Regions from separate parts of the Mus musculus genome. Here all the other regions are linked to region 4. Evidence: chromatin contacts called from public HiCAR-type and promoter capture Hi-C data. All regions are on one chromosome and are shown on one strand. The core of a region is the stretch at or near the end of the contact, and the rest is flanking DNA. Distances in the headings are between cores, read along the strand shown.

What was found. Promoter capture Hi-C pulls out the DNA fragments that hold promoters and counts their contacts. HiCAR-type assays count read pairs that join an accessible place to other places.
Region 1: a contact with region 4 is called in a HiCAR-type map of astrocytes, with 3 times the contacts expected there. The contact joins the promoter of Taf9b here to the promoter of 5330434G04Rik in region 4. A contact is called at or near these places in 1 of 39 promoter capture datasets (hippocampal neurons) and 1 of 115 datasets of contacts at active chromatin or transcription factors (astrocytes).
Region 2: a contact with region 4 is called in a promoter capture Hi-C map of hippocampal neurons, with 8 times the contacts expected there. The contact joins the promoter of Pgk1 here to the promoter of 5330434G04Rik in region 4. A contact is called at or near these places in 3 of 39 promoter capture datasets (cranial neural crest, hippocampal neurons and maxillary cranial neural crest) and 1 of 115 datasets of contacts at active chromatin or transcription factors (astrocytes).
Region 3: a contact with region 4 is called in a promoter capture Hi-C map of hippocampal neurons, with 7 times the contacts expected there. The contact joins the promoter of Atrx here to the promoter of 5330434G04Rik in region 4. A contact is called at or near these places in 3 of 39 promoter capture datasets (cranial neural crest, frontonasal cranial neural crest and hippocampal neurons), 1 of 484 Hi-C or Micro-C datasets (forebrain), 1 of 115 datasets of contacts at active chromatin or transcription factors (embryonic forebrain) and 1 of 9 other capture datasets (pancreatic islet).
Region 5: a promoter capture Hi-C map of hippocampal neurons shows a contact between it and region 4, with 9 times the contacts expected there. The contact joins the promoter of Cox7b here to the promoter of 5330434G04Rik in region 4. A contact is called at or near these places in 3 of 39 promoter capture datasets (cranial neural crest, hippocampal neurons and second pharyngeal arch cranial neural crest), 5 of 484 Hi-C or Micro-C datasets (the N1E-115 cell line, brain, cerebellum and 2 more) and 2 of 115 datasets of contacts at active chromatin or transcription factors (astrocytes and embryonic forebrain).

The regions. Positions count from the first base shown.
Region 1 is chrX:106,218,463-106,221,162 of GRCm38.p6, forward strand. Taf9b (TATA-box binding protein associated factor 9B) reads right to left here and starts at 1,380. Exons shown (of 7, transcript NM_001001176.2): 1 at 1,117-1,380; 2 at 434-515. The coding sequence starts at 1,167.
Region 2 is chrX:106,185,813-106,188,512 of GRCm38.p6, forward strand. Pgk1 (phosphoglycerate kinase 1) reads left to right here and starts at 1,288. Exons shown (of 11, transcript NM_008828.3): 1 at 1,288-1,503. The coding sequence starts at 1,439.
Region 3 is chrX:105,927,938-105,930,637 of GRCm38.p6, forward strand. It overlaps Atrx (ATRX, chromatin remodeler), which reads right to left and starts at 1,435. Exons shown (of 35, transcript NM_009530.2): 1 at 1,163-1,435. The coding sequence starts at 1,182.
Region 4 is chrX:105,390,482-105,393,181 of GRCm38.p6, forward strand. It overlaps 5330434G04Rik (RIKEN cDNA 5330434G04 gene), which reads right to left and starts at 1,273. Exons shown (of 5, transcript NR_015552.2): 1 at 995-1,273.
Region 5 is chrX:106,014,449-106,017,148 of GRCm38.p6, forward strand. Cox7b (cytochrome c oxidase subunit 7B) reads left to right here and starts at 1,252. Exons shown (of 3, transcript NM_025379.2): 1 at 1,252-1,422. The coding sequence starts at 1,383.

The DNA.
Region 1 (2,700 bases), core at 130-2,629, 830 kb after region 4:
ATTTTTTCTTAAACGAATGAAGAGATTTCAAGGCAGGATCTTAACTAGCCCATACCGGCCTCACTATATCGCCAAGGGATCCCTTGGAACTTCCGATCCTCTTGCCTCTCCTTCTCAAGGGCTAGATTACAGTATGCATAACCAAGACTAACCTAAAAGCACCTTACTATTTATGCTCCCTGGTTTTTAAAGGTTCCGCTAATTTCTGGAACCTTTATGAATTTTGGTTTTAATCGCTAATTGTCCTATTCGCATACTTTACTTATGCGGACATGCCATATCTAAATACTACAACCCCTTAACTTGCGCTCCTTTTTAGTGCTTTACTCATCTCTAGATTAGTAACAACTGCTTTTGGTTTAAAGTGTTATAGCAAACGAGCTTCTCTAATTCATGAGGTCAGGTTTTGGGTGTATTCACTTATTTAACTTACGGAAAGCAAATTCCAACATTTGATTTATAACCCTTGGCTCATACTCTGTGATTCCCATATCCTTCAGGATCTGTGCCATCACCTGTGGATTCAAAGAAAGACAAAATGCCAGACGGAATGCGCGATGTTAAGTGAAAGAAATCAAGGCTGGATGGAAGGCATATTTTTATATGCAGCAAACCGTTCCTCCTTGTGCCTCTCCCAGTGTTTGCCTATCAGTGATCACACAAAATCAGGCATATGTTCTTGCTGAAAACTTTTAGCAAGGGTGGGAGCAAAGGCACAAGAATGGCCTTTACCGGCTTTCCAGGCAGAGGTAGGGGTGGGTCCAGCTGGCTGTCATTTTCGGATCTGTCAGCGAGGGAAGCTACTAGCATCAGAACCCATGTCGCAGTCAGGGAATCCTCGTGAAGCGAGGAGGCTGCGGACTTGTGGGTGGGGGTGGCCTCGGGCCAGCGAGACAAAGCCCCGCGGCAGCCCTTTGGAGGGGCTCCCCAGGAGCAAGGACGGAGCCCCAGGGACAGGGGGACTCCACTGCCCTTTCCCAGCCACGTCTACCGGCTGCAAACGGCGCGCGATCCCCGCCAGGCGCTCGGGCTCCCCCGGCAAGCGCTCGGGCTGGCCTGTCTCACAGGTCCCAATGCTACGGAGTGCGCCGGGCCCTGCTCCCCGCGCGCGCTTACCAAGGCATCTCTCGGAGCGTTCTTGATAGGCGCCATCTTGGCCGGCTCCATTTTCTCTTGCGGCTCCTCAACCTCGGAGATAGAGCTGCAGGCGGTTTCCACCTCGGTCTGGCTCCACCCCTGTGGGGGATGGAAGGCGGTCCTAGCACGCAGCTCCCCGGCCGGGGCTGCTTCCCAGCCGCCAGCCCCCACCTGTGTGGACTTGGCTACCCGGGGCCCATGCAGGTTCGGAGGTGGAGAGGTGCGGAGGAAGTCGCCCTAGCGATGCTCAGCGACTCTGCGCCATGCAGCGCCAGCTCCCCTCCGACCATCCTCACTCCCACTTAATGCCCACTGGTCCTCGGAGTTTCCTGGAATTCCCTCAGAGGCCCTTCCTCCACTCGGCCGCTGGGTGAACATGGTTCTGGCAAACGCGACAGCCCGTTCCATTTGAATATCACATTAACAACGAATGTGTATCACCACCTCGGCACACAGGCCATGTTGATACTGCAAAATTAGTTGCTCCTTAGCTGACATCCAAATTTAAGTGGGCATTAGGAAATCTTTTTCAAATCTGGGAACCCTACCCAATAGACCAGAGGTTTTCGACCTGCGGGTTGCGACTCCTTCGGGGTCGAACCACCCTTGCACTGGGGTCGCATACGCTGTTTACATTACAACTCATAACAGCAAGAAAATTACAATGATAAAGTAGGAACAAAAATACTTTTATGGTTGGGGGCTCACCACAAGCTGAGGAACTGCATGAAAGCATCTCGAAGGGGGAAAGCCACTGCAGTAGATCCGGTTCTTCACACGTGGGGATTTGGTCTAGCCTACAAAAGCACCGGCTTCCCTACGTCCTCACGGTCTGAGGGGCTCCAGCCTCTAGGGTGGAAACTGGACTCTTTTTTGTCTCCCAGATTGCCCACTCCCATATATATATATATATTTTCAGAATAGGGACCGGCTAAGAGAGGTTTCGAGCGGTTAAACGCTCTTCCGGCATGACAAGTCTGATGACCTCTGAATTCCACAAATGCCCCTGGGCGTGAGTACCCCGAGGTTCACGAGGTTCACGCCATGGCTTCTACTTCCCCTACCCTTAGAATTACGAAGTTAACAGTCTCTGGTTTAAAACGAGTCCGAGAATCCCGTTCCTACGTTTCTCAACAGCCCTGTTCTCTTCCGCCTTCGAAAAGGTTGCCAGGACACCTGGATCAGACACAACCAGGCCCATTAATTAGCGACAAGTCCTATCAGGGTAACTTCACAAAATTACATCCCATCTCGTTGGTACCTAGCTCTAGAGCGTTGATAGTAGCATCTTTCCGCCGACCGCTTACGAAGATTAGAGAATTAGGCCTACCAAATGAGGCCCTTTCACGTCCTCACAACTGAATGGGCCTCGTAGTTATAACAAAGACTGTTTTACTTAAAATTCTCCAGGAGTACCTCTCACAGATTTAACATTTCGGGGCTTAGCGAACCCTTCAGTTTAGGTAGGGCAGTTTACCTCATCCGAGGACGACTCCTCCTCGACAATCTGGTCAAACGCATCCGACTCCTGGTCAGCCATCTTGAACTTTGATGCTCTTGCGG
Region 2 (2,700 bases), core at 38-2,537, 800 kb after region 4:
CTTGTATGTATCCGATTTCAGACTGCACTACTGCTATTGGATAACCATGGGGGCTCTCAGCATTCCTGCAGTCCTTTGTCTCTTCCATGTCACGTGGCTCCTGTTACCCAGTTCTTTTTCCGTCCTCTGTTCTCTTAAAACTGTTTCCCTTTCCTGGACCTGTCTCTCCTCTCCATGTATATGCTTATATAAAAAGCTGCATAGGATAGAAAACACATGGTATTGTCTTTCTGAGTTACTTCACATAATATAGTAACTTCCAGAGGTGCTTTGGCCAGTCACTCCTGGATATCTGCCAGTGAGAGAGGTGGAAAGAAAAAACCAGGAGAGTGAACAAGGGCTTCCATTTCTCATGTGCCCTTCAATTTCCTAACTAGTTGTCCTGTCTCAGACCGTCAGGCAAGCACTTTACCACTGAGCACCGTCCTTAGCCCAAATGAGTGTCAGTAGAGATTTAAAGTTTTGTTTTTGTTTTTAAACAGTGCTGGAGATTGGATCCACGGCCTCTGGCCCGCATTTTACCACTGAGCTACACTCCCAAAGCAGTCGAAATCACAGTGGCCCAGGATTGAAATGATCACTTAGATGCTTTGCAGTCTTGATAAGACACTAAATCTTTGTCTATCAGTTACTTCATCTTTAATAACAGAACGTACTTAGGAATTTTATGAGCATTGTTAGTTAGCATGACACATGCTATATGTATTCGTCATTATGAATAATGTAACCACAGCAATTACATTGTACTTTTTATTATAAAAGGGGGGAGGGGAAGGCCTGGTCCTTTTTTAACTTCTGAGAGGTTTCGATTACTAAGTAAGACCTTATGTAGACTTCCATTTGGGAGCTGAGAAAGCAGAGGATTCCAAAAGGGGATGACATTTGCAAAGGTCTAGAAAAGGCGCCTGGGAATTCTACCGGGTAGGGGAGGCGCTTTTCCCAAGGCAGTCTGGAGCATGCGCTTTAGCAGCCCCGCTGGGCACTTGGCGCTACACAAGTGGCCTCTGGCCTCGCACACATTCCACATCCACCGGTAGGCGCCAACCGGCTCCGTTCTTTGGTGGCCCCTTCGCGCCACCTTCTACTCCTCCCCTAGTCAGGAAGTTCCCCCCCGCCCCGCAGCTCGCGTCGTGCAGGACGTGACAAATGGAAGTAGCACGTCTCACTAGTCTCGTGCAGATGGACAGCACCGCTGAGCAATGGAAGCGGGTAGGCCTTTGGGGCAGCGGCCAATAGCAGCTTTGCTCCTTCGCTTTCTGGGCTCAGAGGCTGGGAAGGGGTGGGTCCGGGGGCGGGCTCAGGGGCGGGCTCAGGGGCGGGGCGGGCGCCCGAAGGTCCTCCGGAGGCCCGGCATTCTGCACGCTTCAAAAGCGCACGTCTGCCGCGCTGTTCTCCTCTTCCTCATCTCCGGGCCTTTCGACCTCACGGTGTTGCCAAAATGTCGCTTTCCAACAAGCTGACTTTGGACAAGCTGGACGTGAAGGGGAAGCGGGTCGTGATGAGGTAATTCCGTACTGCTGCCCTCAAGCCCTCGGGGCCACATTCTCTCTGGCCGTGGCAAGCACGGTTTTCCCATCACCTTAAGTTGCACTTATTTTTCAGCTGGGTCTTGGGGGTCCTGGGTTTGGAGGTTAAGGCTGTTCCTCTCACCTCATTGGGGCGGAGACTGTGTCTGAGTTTGCTTTTCTGCGTCCTAACTGCTTCTAGCTTAAAAAGCGACCAAATGTGTCCTTTAGGGAGTTGATCCCACTGATAAAGGGCTCAGATTCTCAGGACTCAATCTTTTTCCCATTTCTGAAGTGCAGTTTCATCTCTTGTAGCGAGAATGGACGTAGTACTTATCCTGCAAATCTCTAGGCCCCTGCTGAGGGACCTTGAAAGGTCATTTAGCTAGTTTCCCTTCCCCCAAGATTCTTGGACCATCCGTGACGAATCCGAAACCGCCCACGTTTCATTGGTCCTGGTACAAATGATTTCTTTCCCAAAAGATGTTGCTCAAAGTCCTCTCGAGTGGAGGTCCCTCTCCCCAAAGAATTGTGGGTGGGAGGGTGAGGCCCACTGGATGAAGCTCTGTATGGCTTATATAACAGGCCTCTGCTGCCCTACCTTGCGGTTGGACTCCTGGCCCTGGGGTTTGCATCAGGATTGTGACACATGCAGGGTGTGGCCGCCGGGAGTTGGAGGCCTGTAACCTCACTCGAGAGGTGGCTAGAGAAGCAGGATGTCAGAACTGAGGAAGGCTCCCACGCACGTGGCACATGTGGGTCCCAGGTCACTGACTTAACTTGGCTTCTCCCTTACCTGAAAGAATTACTAGGGTGTATGCGTCTTCTCCTTTTTGCCTTTCATAATGTATACTTTTTTTTTTTTGCCAGGAGTCAAGGATGATGGTTAGATACATAACTGATGGGCCTGGTTGTTCATGTAACAACTATAGGACCCAAGGATGGGAATTTTTAAGGGCCATTGATGGTCGCAGTGACTGACTACTCTGCCTGCTTGACCTTCTTTGGAAGTGGATGACTGATTGGCAGTAATCCTGGTCCCTTTGAAGATTTGGGCCAGTTCAAGTGAGGGCATCCTTTAGATACTAACACATGTAAGGGAACAGAGGTTCTCTGGCTTCTGTACAGGCACTTATTTTATCGTAGCCAATATTGGTAGGTGGCCTTCTCTTCCTGGGCTGATATCCAGAACCAA
Region 3 (2,700 bases), core at 185-2,684, 540 kb after region 4:
TGCCACTATTCACCAAGCTTGCATCTCATTCGAGAAGAAAAATCACCGAATTCAATCTTGGGATAAAAGGTCAAATATCAAACTGCCTAAAAAAGCAAGGTATCTGCATAAAAGCGGAATCCATTTCAGATTAACTACTCCAAACAATCAAAAAGCAAATCAGAAACGCGTGGAAAAACAGCCTGAATCGTAAACGTATTTGATCGCTAACATCGGGCCTGGGCTCTCTTCTACCTTTGCAATAAATCTTCTGGTGAATCCCCGTTAACCCGCTCCACATGCCTCGTGGAACAAATAAATAAAAGCACGATCTAACTACTTCACGGAACGTGTCCCAAACCGCAGGGGGTAACAACAACCGATGTCCCGTCAAAAACCGGACTTCTCCTGCAAAGTCGTCGGCCGCTGTTCTCAGAAAGCAAAAGCCCGCATTGGGCTGCCCGCTCTCCGTCTCAGCCGCCCAGGGGTCCCCAAGATAACCCTCCAGGATCTGGAGTCGGGGGGCGAAAAGGCACCTTCTAGAGGTACCTTCCGGGCCCGGCCCTCCTACCTCCAATGCTCGGCTCTCCTCTCGGAGCCGCGGAGAGCTGGAGGACTTCCAGTGGAGGCGACCATTGGGGTTCGCTAGTTCCAGGATCTCACTTCCTCCCGCCGCCCCTCCCCCTCCCCATCCTCCGCCCCTCCCCCTCCCCCATCCACCTTCTCCCCCCCCCTCCCCCCTCCTTCCCCACGCAGTCGCTAGGCCCCGAGATTCGAAAGACTGACCGCAAGCGTTCGGTGGCCCGCGACACCCCCCGCCCCCAGGCCTCGACGCCGCGGGCACGGAGGCGTGAGCCGAGCAGGGGCTCCCGGCTCCGCAGCGGCGGGAGGCGGGAAAGGCAACGCGCGCGCCGCATGCCGCCCCCGACCGACACACACACAGACAGACAGACAGACACACACATACACACATAGACACACACACACACACACCCCAAGCCCCAGCTGGGGCTTCCCACCGCGCTCCCCCAGCCCCGCTCACCTAGAGGGAAAACGATGCCGCTGACCGCGAAGCCGCGCGCGGGCCTAGGGCACCTAGCGCACGTCTTTGCAAACACCCCACTCGAGTGGAAGGCGCCCGGGAGCAGAACGCCGGGGCCCGTGACAAGGGCTTGCGTTTTACCTCATGGGCTCAGCGGTCATGTTTTTGGCTCGGACGGCCGCTTGGCTTGGCAACCCCTTGGGTACCGTTCTGCGCTCCTCGGCGCCAGTGGCTGAACGAAAAGTACTGGGATCTTAGTAGTCACCGCAGATAGTGCTGGATCGTCCTCCCAGCTCAGAGTCCGCTACCGCTGCTGCTGCTGCTGCTGCTGCTGCTGCAAGAGCCACGGAAACAAAGCAAGGCCTATGCCGACGCCATTTTGTTGGGCCGAGGCTTGGGCAGGAGAATTGGCGCGTCCTCCCTCTTCCTCTTTCCGTCATCTATTGGCTACCTCTGCCAGAGCTCAGTGTCTTATTGGCTACGGAAATTCACCTTCTTTGGGAGCCTGTTGCTAAGGCGGTCGACGTCATTTGATCCCCTCCACCTCTTCTTAGTGGGGTCCAGTTCAGTTACTGCTGACCTCAAAGTGTCAGGGATGTATCTTGACATTATCCTGAAAATGCGCTCTTGGTCCAACCTCTCTACTTCCACATAATTGGTGAAACAATGACACCCCATTTACGTTTATTGAGAATTTACTATATGTCGACCACTACACAGATCCTTTATCTTAATCTCATGCTTGAACCATCCAAAGTAGGCAGACCTAACATTTTAATGGGTGAGGATACCAATGCACAAGTTCCACATTCAGCCAAACATCCATCCTTGCGGGGAGGGTGGACATACATTCTTATGCTGTTTTAAACCCAAGGCTTTGTGCATGTTAGGCAAATACTCTATCATTGAGCTATGTCCTAACCCCTCCCCCACATGCACACTCTTAATCATTAATCTCCATAGCCACCCAAAATATAAATATTTTCTTTCCTATTTTATAATATTCTTAATTTTTCTTCTATATATTTCATTATAATATTCAGCTTGCCAACGCTTACACGTGTGAATTTTTACCTTTTGTGGAAAGAGAATGAGAAAAATTCTAGCTATACAGTCCTGACTAGGCTGCAACTCAACATGTATATGAGGCTGGCCTCAAACTTGGACTGTCCTTGCAGCCTCCCAAAGTGCTTAGAAGACAGGTGTACCCCATCATACTTAAGGATACTTACAGGTATTTATATATATATGATCAACTGGACATTGACATCTAATTCTTTTGATATTGAACAATCTTGAAATTGTCACACACAGGTCAGCCATTAGTTCAATCTGATATGATTGGGGGTATATCTCACTTACCAACTGATCCAAATCGTTTCCCCCTCATTTCATTTTTCATTCATAATCTCTGCAAATCACAAATAAGTTTTCTAAATTTGAAGTTTCCAACTTTGTGCCCACATTTATTCTGGAACACATGTTCATTCCCTTTATTTTGTTCATTCTGTTTATTTTTCCTGAAATATGCAACAGTTTTGGTCATGCTTAGATGTCAGGGTTGCAGTTTTGGACTAGAATGACAAGAGAAGAGTCTCTTTTCAAACAATGCATTCCAACAATCAGACTAGGTTTTTGTTTGTTTGTTTGTTTGTTTGTTTCCGAGACAGAGTTTCTCT
Region 4 (2,700 bases), core at 23-2,522:
GGCTAACTGAAGCAACCTTCCTAAACATACAGAATCCTAACAAATTCTCCAAACATATATTTATATTAAAGATCAACTTCCCTCCCAGGCAGCCAAGTTTCTAGATCATTCTAGGAAAGCTTTCTTTTGCTGCTTCCAAGAAGGGAGCCAGAGAATCACATGCACCCCCTAGCAGCTGCACCAGCCAGCTCCAACCCCACCCTCCATCTTGCAGCAGAACATCAGTCGTCATCAAGTCATCAGGCCTGCCCACTGTCCCACTGCATCAGAAATGCTGCAGTCTGTGAAAATATCATTGTTTTCATCCTCCATGCCTCAGCCTCAACCTTTTCACTGCACTCCCCACAAAGAGCAGGAACACAGGCACATGACAGAAATCCAGACCACATATGCTAGTTTCTACATCAACCTACAGCCCTGAGGATAACCCATGCCAGGGATGAGAAAAGAGGTACTATTCTCAACCTGCCACTTCCCCAACTACCCTGCTGAAACAGAAATTAGAAAGTGAGCGCCCCAACTCAATTCTAATCAACTCATTCATGCACACCTGTCTTACTTATTCTTATTTGCTATTTCTTCAAAATTGCTCACTCCCTCCTAATTTAAATGACCAGCTCAGTTAAAGAGGTGAAAGGATGGCCATTTGTAGGCTTGGAACTATCAAAAAGCCTGAGGTGACACACATATAAAGAATGGCCTAGGAGCAGGCCTGCAGAGCCAGACAGCATCACTGCACCACAAATCACCCAGTCTCAGCTCCAGCCTACCAGATGATGTCAGCATTCAGACTGTCTCCTAGACACCTGAATTTAGAGCCCCAAACCCTGCATTGCTTCCTAGAAATGACCTCTCAACCTCTAAAAAAAAATTGTTTCTGGTTGCACCAACCTCTTCTGAGCCTTCCCTCTACCAACCCTACTTCCTATATTTTCCTGCTTCCTTAATCAGACTTTTTTCCTTCTCTCAGATTACTTTCAACTTTTATAAATACCTGGCTCCTTGTCTGTACTTGAGTCAGCATAGTATTCAGCCATCTTCCTGGATTTACCGACCTCAGGCTCCAGTTCTGCATAATTAGCTTAAACTGGCTCAAATGGATTTTAACTGGTCAGAAATTCAATTTTTTTCTTTGTCATAAAAGATCTAAAGAGACCAAGAGCAACTTCTGGCCATTTTCAACCCATTTGCTCCAGTTCACAGCACTCACGCAGAAGTATGGCACTGAGGGGCTCAGGATACCTCAGGAATGAGATGAAACTGCGTCAAGTCTGCTCAGAAGACCAGTGGGGGACAAAAAGGACCTGATGCTAAGGACCATACCATTAGTAATGGTGATGCTAGAGGGGGAATCAGAAAGAGCCTAATAGTCCATGAGGTAGGATCAAACCACTGTGGACCCCGGGGGAGGGGCTAAAAGCCTGATGCTCCGTGACGCAGTATCTAATCATTCCTGTGAGACAGGAGGGGAAAGATGCTGATGCTCAGCAGATAGGAGCAAACCACTGCAGTGAACAGGGAACCGAGTGGGGATGGTTTAGTGTAAGACACAATCAAATCACTCTAGGTGTTAGCTAAATAACTACCTGGAAAAATAAAAGCAGAAAGGGCCTAATAATCTGTGAGACAGGAGCAGGCCACTCTGGAGGTTTAGTGGAAAGGATGCTGTTCTGAGAAGCAGGACCAAACCACTGGGGGAAAGGAGGGGAGCAGAACGAGCTGAAATCTCTTTAAGCAAATTTAATTTCCTCCTAGTGACATAAAGGAAGAGCCAACATTCTGTGAGACAGAATCAGATCCTGTTTCTTGGTTTATCATGGGTTCAACATACATTATCTCCTTTGCTCTTTACTCTGCCCTGATAGTTGGATCAGACCATCTTTCCACAAAAGCTTTTGCAGAAATTCTGAGCTGTCCCTCAGGGTTGCTAGGCAACAGTGCAGCAGCTGCCCAGCGAACCTTGCCCTTTTGACATTAACCCCTTAGTTTCTGAATAGAAAATAAGATGCATGAAAAATTAGGAACAAGTTGAGGCAATTATCAACACATGGTAGTCAAGGAGGAGTGGCTCGTGTATAAAGACCTAGCAAATATAAACATAGAAGTGAGTGGGTGAGAAATGATGGATACATAGAAGAGAAAACATTTTGACATGGTGGCCATCCTATAGACATTAAAGAGGAAAACCAATCCCTGGTCAGGCCTTAGACTCTTCCCATGACATCCCTAATCAGTGCCTTTTGAATATCTTTTCTATCTTTTTTTTGTAAGGCAGTGGTTGTAATTTCCTGGGAAACAAATTTCATTTTCCTATAACTCTGGTTATCCCTTTTCTATTGGAGCCAAATATTCCCAGTTTGGCCCCATAGTTTCTGTTCTGACCTCTAGAGCAGTAGTTAATAAAGGCAAACTAGAACTCACAGGCTATATCTAACCTACTGTCTATTTTTGTTCAGCTAAGAATGGTCTTGACATTTTAAATAACCCCCTTTTAAAGCAAAGCAAGGGCTTCATGCTTCTTTGGTTATATACACATAGGGTCACTTTCCTGTCACCAAGACAGAGTTGAATAGGCACATAGAAACCAGGAGTGTTCTCAAAATCATTAACATACTGAATCTCATGAGGCCTGGATTTTTAGCTGGGAAAGACAACTAACCCTATAGCTTGATAGCCTTTCACTTAGAAGATCTCAGATAC
Region 5 (2,700 bases), core at 2-2,501, 620 kb after region 4:
AGCATGGTGGTTTGAGTATCTCTGTTTTATGCTCACTCAGGTTGCTTTAGGCATATGAACTGCAGTGGTCATACAGACACAGTGTGGTAAAGAATTACCAATGGATACAAAACATAGTGGATAGAAGCTTATGCAGAATAGGATAGTCATTATGCATTGGAGTTACCTTTTTTTTTTTTTTTTTGCACACATCCCTCCTTTCCACTCAAGATACTTTTTTTTTTTAATTACAAAGGGAAAGCGGTGACTTTAAAGTGTAGAAATCTGGTATGCAGTGCTTGGATTAAATGATTAAGTTCATACTATTACTGAATGGGACATGCTAAGATCCTATACCTTTTGATAGGATGCTCTAAAAAGCAGAGTTTGATTTGTACATTATTTATCTAATCATGACACTAGAGAAGCTAAGGCAAAAGAATTGCAAATTCTAGGCCAGTCTGGGCTACATAGTAAGTTCTAGCCAGTCTGGGTTACATAGGGAGACCTGGCTTACACAGAGTTTCTTTTTTTTTTTTTTTTTTTTTATTTATTATTTATTATATGTAAGTACACTGTAGCTGTCTTCAGACACACCAGAAGAGGGCATCAGATCTCATTAAGGATGGTTGTGAGCCACCATGTGGTTGCTGGGATTTGAACTCTGGACCTTTGGAAGAGCAGTCGGGTGCTCTTACCCACTGAGCCATCTCACCAGCCCTACACAGAGTTTCTTAAGAAGATACATATATAGTATTCTTGCCAGATGCACATGAACTGGAATCCTTAGGGGAAAAAGGTCAATTGATCTCCCAGCACTTGGGAGGCAAAGGCAGGACTTTTTCTGTGAGTTCCAGGCCAGCTTGGTCTACATAGAGAGTTCCTGGTCAGCCAGGACTAAATAGAGAGGCCGTGTCTCAACTCCCCCACAAAAATTCCAAAAAAAAAAACCAATAAAGGTAAAACCAATTAATGTAGGTAATAGGAGACAGAATGTGAAAAATTTGAAGGGACTGTAATTGGAAGTGAGACACTAGATCCAATCCTCTGGAGTTTTAGCACCATTTTGATGCTGGTGCCTTATGTAAGGTCGGTGTCTCAGCTCTCCTTTGTAGAGTCCGAAACCTTTGTCCAAAGAGTTAACCTCCCTGCTTAGTAAATACTACTTTATGGAAGCCATCAAGCTTGAAACTACATTTCCCAAAGACCTTCCTATTTCCTCGCAGGAACTAGGATGACAATTTCTATAGGTCAACCCCTAAATCTCGCGACATCTCACCAATTCTCATTTGGGCTCCCTGCTGAAAGCCATTTTGTTTTTCAGGACGCTTTGCAAGGGTAGCTGGGGTGAATTTGCACCAAGGCAGCAGCATAGTCGCCGCAGTTCCATCTTCGTCTCCGCGATGTTGCCCTTAGCCAAAAACGCACTAAGCCGTCTCCAAGGTGAGCAGATAATGTGGGCGAGTTCTTTACAACACCCGGGATCCGGCTGTCCTCGTGCTCTTCTGCCCTCTTCCTCCGCCCCAAATCCTGCGGGTTTTAATTCTAGGTGCATGGTCCCCTGCGTGGTCTCCAGTCACTGGGAAGGGAAGCTAGCCATAACAGAGGTAGCTGTGACAGTGGCTTTATCATCCTGTCCTTGTGTTCCTAACCTCGTTATGCATTCTCTTTCTTCAGAGACCTATGATTTCCAGGAAGAACGCTTTGGCGGACACCTTGCTCTTTTAGCGATGATCTAAATTTTAGCTCTGGGAGTGTATTTACGTAGAAGAACTGATCTCCTACAATAACGGTGGTAGGAAACTAAATCTACCGCATCTGGATTCATAGCAAGGGGTTGAAAACCTTAAGCCTGGCAGCTTTGAAGAAGTCATCTGTAGATTATTAACGGAATATTAACTATAGCGAAAACAATCATGGTCATTTTTTTTTCCTGCTTTAAAGTTAGGCAAGTACGTGGAAACTTGAGACTAGCAGTATATATGGAAAATACACTGGACTGGAAAGAAAAAAATTCATTTTTGTAATTGCTTTACCCTGAAGGTGACCTTCAGTAATGTGAATGAAGGTGACCTTACACAATACTTACTTGCTTTTCTAGCCATGGATTTAGTTTTATTTTACCTTTAGATCACATGCTGTGTTCTAAGTACTGAAGTACTTTGGGAATAATTGAAAAAAAAAAAAAAGAAAGAAGCCCAACTGATCTTTCATCTGCTACAAGCTGTGTTTATTATTTCTTTCACTTTGGACAAATGATTTAGCGTTATAAACTTGTTTTTGTAAAACAGAGGTTAGTAAGTAATACCTATGTCAAAGACCATTAACCAATCTCTGGTCACTAAACTGGGTGGTTTTGTTTGTTTGTTTGTTTTTAATTTTATTTTGGTATAGAGGGGAGATCACTTGGTAAATCAGAGTGTTGAAACAACAGTTGTTTGGTAATCTCAATTTCTTTGATCTTTAAGTGACTTAGGGACTTTTAAAAATACTGTAGGAAAAGTTTTTTTATCATTTTTTTTTTTTTTTTGAGACAGGGTTTCTTTGTGTAGCCTGGCTGTCCTGGAACTTGCTCTGGAGACCAGGCAAAAAGATGATTTTTTAGTTTATTTTGTTGTGTTTCTGTTTCTCATACTCACCCTTTTAAATGTTCTGGAGCAGAATTGATTATGGAATGTTTATGAATTTGCTTATTCCGGCTGTGGCTGTTTTCTGAGGGAG